Linked DNA regions of Danio rerio: region 1 is linked to region 2. Evidence: chromatin contacts called from public Hi-C data. All regions are on one chromosome and are shown on one strand. Each heading gives the region's core, a stretch centred on a gene start, on an enhancer-like site or on the middle of the called end of the contact. The rest is flanking DNA. Distances are from core to core; before and after follow the strand shown. Region 1 overlaps znf385a (zinc finger protein 385A). Region 2 overlaps znf385a (zinc finger protein 385A).

Evidence for each region. A called contact is a pair of places that touch in the nucleus more often than the background predicts.
Region 1: a contact with region 2 is called in a Hi-C map of embryo, with 2.4 times the contacts expected there. The contact joins two enhancer-like sites. A contact is called at or near these places in 6 of 18 Hi-C or Micro-C datasets (caudal fin, embryo, fibroblasts and 2 more).

What each region holds. Positions count from the first base shown.
Region 1 is chr23:31,230,068-31,235,022 of GRCz12tu, reverse strand. All of the region lies in intron 1 of znf385a (zinc finger protein 385A), which reads left to right. Among named protein-coding and RNA genes, the nearest start is that of znf385a, 16 kb to the left of the region's middle. Within about 2 kb of position 2,267, at least 4 of the 62 cell types and tissues checked have an H3K27ac peak or open chromatin away from gene starts, as enhancers often do.
Region 2 is chr23:31,182,610-31,188,014 of GRCz12tu, reverse strand. The region is part of intron 1 of znf385a (zinc finger protein 385A); the gene reads left to right. Among named protein-coding and RNA genes, the nearest start is that of znf385a, 63 kb to the left of the region's middle. Within about 2 kb of position 1,469, at least 3 of the 62 cell types and tissues checked have an H3K27ac peak or open chromatin away from gene starts, as enhancers often do.

The sequences.
Region 1 (4,955 bases), core at 1,018-3,517, 46 kb before region 2:
ATTTCCCAAGCACTGTTACATAGAATAAAAAAAAAAAATTCAACACATTTTTAAACATAATAGTTTTAAAACATTTCTTATAATTAATTTCTTTAGTCTTTGCCATGATGACAGAATATAATATTTAAGTAGCTATATTGCAAGATACTAGTATTCAGCTCAAAGTGCAATTTAAAGACTTTAATACGATAATTAGGATGACTAAACATTAAGGTTGGTTAATTAAGCATGACACTGGACAACAGTCCAAAACATTTGGTATCACTTTATTTTGATGGTCTCTTAAACGCATTTTGTTGAATTTAATTTACATTGCATCTAAATGCCAAATAATTCTCAATAGATTATACGTAGACGATTAGGGTTGGGGTTAGTGCAAGTTGACATGTACTTGCAAGGTTTCTTACAGTCAGTTTAATGTCTATTGAAGGAGTATCAGCAGACATTAAGCAGACAGTCTACTAGTACTCAAATGAGAAAATCATTGGCATGTAGTTGCAGTGCAACTTTTAGCCAACAAAATGTGCAATAGGGACCATAAAAATATAGAGACTAATAATGATAAAAAAAAAAGCAATCTATGATGAGATTAGATGATTGCAATGTTTTTGGGAAATGCAACCCAGGGTAGATGCTGCATGGTCATCTGTTGTATTTATATTACCTTAGTTGTCATGTAATGGTCACTGTGTGTTTACACTTGTAGTTTGGTTCTCTTAAAATAAACTCATAAACATTAATTATTAAGTTTTATAATACAAAACAACTGCTAAAAACAAAACTATAAGTATTGTAACCTAAACTTTTGAGGCACTTTTAATAAACATTTGGTAAGCATTTTCTGATAAATACATTTTCATTATTGATATCCGCACCTTTTGGCGTTTGCTTTCCACTGCGCACGTGAGCTGGAAAAGTCCTACATATGCAAAGTGTTTATGCAGACATTTTAGTATCGTAAAAATTAATCAAACAATGTCGCTATCTCCCTACAATACTTTTGCATAACTCTATTTTTATTTTAAAATTAAGTCAATTAAAAGAACTTTTAAGCGATCACAAAGCTATTGTGTGAATATTAGAGAAAAAAGTTTTATATTGTACATGGCAGAATGTATTTCTGTAACATTTTTGTGAAAATTGTTGTGAAATGTTTAGCAAATAAAAGATCTTTTGATTTATGTTAAAGTATTTATGATTCTTTATTTTAAATGGAAAAGATGCATTACACTTATAGATTTTTTTTTACTGAAAATAAATTGACGCATTTTGAATATAGCAAAATGCCTTTAAATAGTTCTTGAAGGAACACATTTAACATTTCAAACCGGAAGTACAAATTTGCTTGAAATAACGCAAAAACAACCAATTTACACTTTTTAGTGAAATATAGGTGTCTTAATAGTGTTTTTAGCAGTGTGGGACACATATACGACTGTCAACAGCTCAAAAAATGTGTTTTGGTGTTTCGTGACCCTTTAAGGTACAGAGTGTCGTTTCACTGTAGTGGTACCTTCATGGATCAGATTTGTACCTTTGATGTAGGTACAATACTGTATCTGCAGGTTTTAAAAATCGAAGGTAAATTTCGGTTTCCCATGGTACAAATCATGTCCTTAAAGGTACAAACTGCAATGGTACAAATTTGTTTCTTTGTCAAATTCTGTTCCATAAAAAGGTACTGCCCTAGTGACAAGGGTTTGTGCAGTCTTTGGTACAACATTGTACCATTTTTCTGAGAGTGTACAGTAGAAAAGAGTCATTTACACAGTGCACACTTTCATCTAGCTGGATGTTGTAAACAAATATTCTCTTGAAGAATTCTTTTGATCTCTTGAAGACGACGGTTCAGGTAGAGCGCAGGATGTCTATTTTACTTTGGCTTTTTAGTAAAAATATTTTTAGTAAAATAAATAACTTGATATTCTCATCAAGTGTCGATTAATCTGTTTCCTACTTTCTCTTTTTTTATGCGATTTGTCTTTAATGCCTCTCAGTGTGCTTCAGTGGTGTCAGAGCTGTCAAACACATGCAGAGCTAATTGAGTTAATTGAGTAACAATTGTTGAGATGTGGGAGTTACTGTAGGGTGGCTTGTCAACTCTTCTTCACAACACTCTTATCTTTTCACACCTGTTTTTAATAGTCATTCTCCTCACGCTGTGACCGTACGCATCCGAGACTTCACACACACACATTCACACGGAGCCAAGGGGTGCAAGAGGATCCCCATACTTGGATTTCACCCTCTCATCATGACATCCATTAAAGTCCTGCTGGGTCCCAGTCCCTAGCGGGTAGACAGCACATTAGCGCTTGGACCATTGAGCTCAACAAGGCCCTGCTCTGAATTATTGATCTCAACACAACTAATGAGGAAACCCTATCCCCTCTTTTGATGAGACACACACACACACACACACAGAGACATACGCACGCACCGCAGTCACACTTCTGTTTAAGCTCTGTAATGTCGTCGAAACTGCCCACCCAGCCGTCAGTTGGTTTGCCAGGACTGGGGGGTCCATATAATCAACCTGTTAATCAGTGCATTGACGTTCACAGGCTCAAATGGCCTCGCTGAAAGGACCAGTGCTGCATTTCCCTTCGTAAGCATATGTAGATCGGAGAGAACATTGCAATCATCTAAACTGATCATATCATTAGTGGCAATGTTTTTGGGAAATGCAACGCAGGCGTAGATGAGTTAACATGCTGGTCTAATCTAGATGCCGCATGGTTATCTGTTGAATTTATATTACCTTAGTTGTAATGGTCACTGTGTGTTTACACTGGTAACACTTTACAATAACAGTACATGAATAATGATGTGTTAATATGTCAACTAAACATTACTTTATTATGAACTAATGATGAATTAATGCATGTGCTAACCGTGAACTAACTTTAACTACAACATAAGTTCATGTGTGAATAACAGCTACCTAAATTACTTGTTAGTACATGCTTGTTTGTTAATTAATGTATTAATACCACATTTATTTGTGCTTTATTTAACAATCATAAACTCATGACATGTTAATATATACAACTGAAGTCAGAATTATTAGCCCCTCTTTGCATTTTTCTTTCTTTTTAAAATATTTATCAAAGGATGTTTAACAGACCAAGGAAATTTTCACAGCATGTCTGATAATATTTTAAAGGAAATCTTATTTGTTTTATTTCAGCTAGAATAAAAGCAGTTTTAAATTTTTTAGAAACCATTTTAAGCTCAATATTGTTAGCTCCTTTAAGCTAGATTTTTTTCGATAGTCAACAGAACAAACCATCGTTATTCAATAACTTGCCTAATTACCCTAACCTGCCTAGTTAACCTAGTTAAGCCTTTAAATGTTACTGTAAGCTGTATAGAAGTGTCTTGAAAAATATCTAGTAAAATATTATTTACTGTCATCATGGCAAAGATAAAATAAATCAATTGTTAGAGATGAGTTATTAAAACTATTGTGTTTAGAAATGTGTTGAAAAAAATCTCTCTATTAAACAGAAATGGGGGGGGGGGGGGGATAAACAGAGGGGATGATAATTCAGGGGGGCTATTAATTCTGACTTTAAGTGTACGTGTATCATGCCTTTACTTAGAGGGGCACATCATCATTAACCCATTCTTAACTACTCATGAACTCTTTATCGATGTCTAACTAGTTCGTTTGCACTAAATAACAACAGAAAAGTGGGTAACACTTTAGATTAGGTCACAATTCATGCTATTAACTACTGGTTTATGACTTCCCTATTATTAAGATACTAACGGTTCATTATTAGTTTTAAAGTATGATCTTATTCTGCATCCCTAATACTACTCAAATCCTAAAACCAACTTCTACTGTACTAATTATTAACAAACAACTAATTAGTGGTTTATTAAGCCAGTAGAGTTAGTTAATGGTTTGTTAATACTGTGATTTGTGAGCTAAACTAAAGTTTTACCGAAAAAAGTGTACCGTCAACATCAAATGTTTAAACAAAACGAATAGTTAAGGATGAGTTCATGATGATTTGCCCCTTCAAGTAAAGTCATGACATAGTTATACATGAACAGCTCATGTGTTCATGTTGGTTACATTTAGCGTAAACTTAAATGTTAATTAATACATTTATTAACGTACTAACAAGAAATAAAGGTGGTCGTTATTTACACACAAACTCTTGTGAATCATGTTGTAGTTAGTTTATGATTAGCACATGCATTAACTCATCATTAATTCATGATATAAAGTCATGTTTAGTTTACATATTAATACATCCTCATTTATTTACTGTTATTGTGAAGTGTTACCTTTACACTTGTAGATCTGCGTGGGGAAAATTCCCTAACATGGGTCGGGAAAGTGTTTCTAAACTTTTATGATTTTCTTTCTTCTGTTGAACAATATAAGACATACTGAAGAATGTTGGAAACCAGCAGACATCGACATTCATAGTAAGAACAAGCCATGTTCAACAGAGGAAAGAAACTTAAACAGGTTTGGAACAAGTGGAGGATGATGACAGAAATTTTATGTTTTGATGAAACAAGTCAAAAACTGAATATTCAAAACGTGCTGGGTGTAGAAATGATGTTTTTTTAATCACCTGAGATCTTCTGAGGAGCTTATGTGATGTGTAATGGAGTCAAAACAGTGGCAGGAATCACACAAATGAACATCTGCTGCTAGGAGATGTATTTACAACACCTGTATTGAACAGTGATGGGAAACAAAAAATACATTAAAACACAGGGATAATCAAGCATTCTGACCTTCACATCTTATGATAGCATGTTCTGTTTTTGTTTGTTTAGAAGTCTTTGATCTGTGTTAGATTTACATTTCAGTCTAAGTACTCCAGAGTTTGTTATGAAGCAGATCAAGACCTTTCTTTTCAGCTGTCCCAGTCTGCTTGTTTGGTGTGCAACTCTCATGCTTATGCAAATGAGTCACAAAAAAGTCA
Region 2 (5,405 bases), core at 220-2,719:
AAAACTAAGTGCGGATCCAAATGCAGCATTAAAAATATTTCATGAAAAACTATAACTAAACAAAACAGAACTAAAACAAGGCAAGACAAATCAGGAAATACACGGGCATCTTGAGAGCAACAAAAATATAACAGACAACAAGAGGGGAACACAAACTGAAATACATTGTCCTCGTAATCAGTCCTTGACAATCCTCGAGCTGTGTGTATGTAATCATTGGCGATCAGGAACAGCTGTGTGTGAGGTGCATGGCAAGACTTGTAGTTTAATAGTGTGTGTGTAGTTCATATGATGTGTGTGTCATGCCTACTAGTCCCTGGATTGCTGGTGATTGTTACATAACCATAGTAACTCAATGAGTTGCCTGAGCCTTTCTTCATCTGTAATCTCAAGGACACCAATGTGTGCTTTACAAAGAAACATGGAGATTAACCAGCTTGCAAATATGCTCAAAAGTATTTGCAAAGAGGTAGCCAGCACATTTATGAGCTATTAGATATGCCCATGTCATTTACATGCACAAACAACTCTCTCTCTCTTCCGTGCTCGCTCAATGACTAATTCAAAGCTGGAACTAAGAGATTTAATATGTTGAAACTGACAAGAATTTGGTCACATTTTCAGCTGTAAAGAGGAAAACTAGTTTGAACTTGTCTGACACTTGGCAGAATAAGCAAGATAATCAATGGCTTGCTGTGTTTTAAAGATTTTAATAGCACTTCACGTCGAGTGTTCTTTGCCTCAGTTTTGTGAATTTAAAAATCCTTTAATTCATATACTTAACATCCATGGTAGCTTCCAATGCACAATGTTCATTATTATATAAGTGGAGTTTGTTGATTTATAAAAAAGTTTATTACAGTAAGATTGAAATTCTCTTTTAAGTCCAAAATATTCTTGGGGCAACCTACAATGGCAGTGCTGTAAAAAACTCTGTATGAACCTTTATTTTTAAGACTGCACGAACATTAATTATACCTCAAATCATGCAGATTTTTAAGGAAAAATGTGGTTGAACTTACAATTTTTTTTTGCTAAAAGTGTATTGGAGCAGTAAACAGCCACCCAGCAGTGCTCTAGAAGTAAAGGACATTGCTGAGGACAATCAGACTCCCATGAACACACCAATAACGTCACGTTCAAAGAGCTCAGAGCACTTAAAGAGATTGAACCAATGGCACTAATGGTACATGGATAGAGCGGTAGATGCACTCGTTTATCATACCACTAAAAACACGGCCACTCCACAGATATGAAAATTCCATTGCTGTGCAAACCCTCCTCCATTATTCATAACCGAGACTTACAACGTCCCTGCAGTTTTTCCCCCCTTTTTTTAAAGAAACAGTGGCTTATGTGTAGGCCTCCAGAAACTACTTAAAAAATGGGCAGCGGTGGATCATCTTACCCCTGTTCCTCCCTGTTATCTGTGCTGAAATCTCCCGGCCCTCCTTCCCTGCAGATGAATTTGGCCTAATCCAGCCATTTGTGCTGAGTGATAGGATTTCATACCTTAGGGCAGGAGGCTTTGAGAACATGGGTAAGGTAGACAGGCTGGCCATTGTTTTTGCTGGGCGTGCACCTCGCACTTTTAATGGCGAGGGGGTTGAGGAAGGTTATAGACGTATTGAGAGAGGATAGATGGGAAACTGCTGCAGGGGAGGTTCAAGCAGGTGGAGGAAGTGAATAAAATGAAGGATTGGCCATGTAGTGTTATTTTTGTGTGTTGGTGGTGGTGAATTCAAGAGGGCAAGTATTATTGAAATAAAATAGATTATTCAATATGGCTTAAACCCAAAGTATGTATGTATATGCTTAAAAAAAAAAAAAAAAAAAAAAAAAAAAAAAAATATATATATATATATATATATATATAAATATATAAAAAAAAATAATATATATATATATATATATATATATATATATATATATATATATATATATAGAGAGAGAGAGAGAGAGAGAGAGAGAGAGAGAGAGAAACGCTTAATACTTCATTAACTGCGACTCGTTTGTGTTCTGACCACACGTGCTTGGTTTTATACGATATCAATAAAATGTTTCGTGTTAGTGTTGTAATACTTTGAGCCACTAAACATTGTTCTTATGACGTTTTTCTACAGGAGTACATTGAAAATTACTTCCAAATACTTCAAATATACTGTGTTAGTAAATGCAAGGCTATTTATGAAATAAAGTCATGACACTGTTTAATAACGTTTCAGATTAATAATGTTTAATAGGCTACAGGAAATCAATCTGTCAGATTTTGGAGTGCATTACACGTCTGAAGAAATTTATCAATGAAAAAGTATCTTAAATAAAACAAATACATTTATAGATATGGGATATAAGAATATAATTTTACTATCTACTTTCTACTAATCCAGCTTCAAAGCCAAACATTTCAATTGCCCCCTAGTGGCTGGCTGCAGTTTTTGTGTCATAAACCCTGCCCTCTCCATGTAAACAAACTGGAAATTAACTTGTGCTAACATATGCATAAAAACAGAAGTATAAAATGTAATTTATCGCAACTGTCAAATGACAGAGATTTATATGACTTCTCATTATTTGATATTCATAATATTGTTTACATACTACCCCATTGCTAGGCCCACACGGAATCTGCACGAGCAGAATTCTGCAGATTTTTTGAACATCATTGATTCTGTTTATTTACTTTTGTAAAAATGTGTAAATTTATATTTATTCAGTTTTTAAATTAATTGCAGTAGTATTATTGACTAATATGAAAATATACGTATGATTTATTTACAATATAGTTTGTAAAGTCATATTTTCTGTCTTTTAGTAGATGTATTATATGAGAGACTTGCTTTGTTTACCAAATAAATTGTATCTAACTAGATTTACATCGTAAACATTATAAAAGTGTAAAAGGTATTGCTTTTTATTTCATATATTAAGGTTTTAGTTATGATACTCCCAAAATAATTCCGCTCAAATCCGCAGATTTTTAACACAATTCTGTATAGAAATAGCAAAAAAATTTCCGTCTGGCCTGACCCCATTGCCAGCAACATGTTAAAATAAAATCCTGATGCTTTAAAGTTCGAAAGTGAAGGAATAATACAATATATTGTACACATTTCCAACGCAATCTCATGGCAATTTGTAACTTTTTAATTAAGTGGGTAATTCGTATGAATTCGCATGATCTAATTCATACAATTTAGTATGATTTTCTCATTACCCAATGGTGGTTGGGTTTAGGGGTGGGGTTTAGTGCCACACCTCCTTTTTAAAATCATACATTTTCATACGACTGAATTTATACAAATTCATATGAATTAGCAACTAAACTGACAAAATGTAAAAAAAGTTCAGGTTGACATTTCATATTCAAATACTTTTTACAGTACAAAATTACAAAGTTATTGTTCATTTTTTAATAGTAAAATGTGTAGTTTTTTTATATTATACAAGACACAATTATTATTGTTCAAAAACTGTGAAAATGCATAACTACCAAAGCAAAATAAAATAATTTAAAGGATGGTTTAGTGCAGGGATGGGCAAACTTGATCCTCGAGGGCCGGTGTCCCTGCAGAGTTTTGTTCCAACACTAGTCAAACACACCTGAACAAGCTAATCACTGTGTTTTCAAGATCACTAGAAATCTATAAGCATGTGTGTTTGATTAGAGTTGGAGCTAAACTGTGCAGGGCATCGGCCCTCCAGGGCCAAGTTTGCCCACCCCTGGTTTAGTACTAGTGTTTCTCAACCACGTTCCTGGACAATCACCAGTTCTGCACATCGTCCCCTTAACCAAGCACACCTGATTCAGATCATCAGCTCATTAGCAGAGATTGTGATAGGTGTAGCAGACAAAGGAGACATCCAGAACATGAAGTGTTGGTTGGCCTCCAGGAAAGTGGTTGAGAAACACTGGTTTAGACTATTATGTTTTGCATATATACTGTAGATATTCAAGTCATCTTATGAAGATTAAAGACGATGTAAATTTTGCAATGTCAGCTTTTTTTTTTTTTTCAAATACCATTCAGCCCTAGACACAAGTAAGGCAGTTACTGCACTTTCAGGGCACAAGGCCAGTTTAAAGATAACCGCATTATTCAAAGGGTCAGAGCAAAGGCGCTTGGGACTGATTAAGGATCAAATGGTTGAACTCAGAAGTAACAGGGCAGCGTGTCATTAGACCGGTCTCTTTCTGTAATTGCCAATGAGGATATGGATAAAAGGCGTAATAGATCGTTAGCGGCCCCCCAACCCCCTCTTTCTCTCTCTCTCTCGAGCATACATCCCCTTTTCAGATTCACCCTGAGCACTTCATGCCATCGTACCATCCATCAAATACACCGGTGTGCCCTACAGCCAGGAACATTCACATAGATTACTGATGGATAAGAACAGATCATCTTACCAGTCAAGCTGGCCCTCAGCCAAACATGGGCGATTTATAACAATAGGAAGAAAATGATAGAAACTCGAGGAAGAATAGCTCAGGGAGGGTAAAAAAAGAGGGTGAGAGATTAATGAAAGCTAATGTAATGTGAATCCATGGTGTCCTTTAAGTATATTTGTCAGCTTCAACATTTGGTGCATGACGTAGACTAGTAAGAACAATGCCTTTTTTTAAAAGCTTGCACATATATATTTTTTTTGCATCATACAGCAGCGCATCTGTGGTGGATTCGCTCTTGTTTGGCTAGTCTCTGCTTTCGTCTGTTGGTTCTCTGGTAGTAATAAGCTGGTTTCGTTTGTAGTCACTGACCTCAATACATCTATTTGTTTGCTCGGTAAGGCTAAGCAATAATTCTCTTGATGAAAACATCTCTTAACAGACCACAGTAGCATGTAATAATACTCTGCAATAGCTACTTTGAGCACATTTGGTGAATGACTCATCATGAGTCAGAAGCGTTTAATGTTAAAATTAGAAAGGGTAATTGTTGTTCATTTAAAATATATTTTGGTCTAAAAATAGGTAATATATCTGTTTGATTGTGTGTACTGATGAATATTATCTACTAAAAATGAACAAAAATAGTGATAAATACCTACATTTTAATTTACTTTTTTTTGTGGGGGTGTGAGTTTTTTTTTATAGTCCTAAGGAACATTTTGAATAGCAGAATGGTGTAATGAACAGAATAGAATAGTGTAGTGAGATTCATTTTGAATCTGAAAAAGTTCTTTTTTTTATATTGTATTGTATATTGCCTTAGATAATGAGACACTAAGCAAGCATATTTTTCTAGAATGTCTTTTTTTTTTGTAATTTCTTTGTAATGGTCTTATGTTGTAATGTTTAGAATACCAATTTGAAGGGTTGATTTGAACTGCTTAGAAGATTAATTATTGAATGGGTTGATCTATTCAGTGTAGCTATTTATGACTAATATTCGTAAATGCAGTGC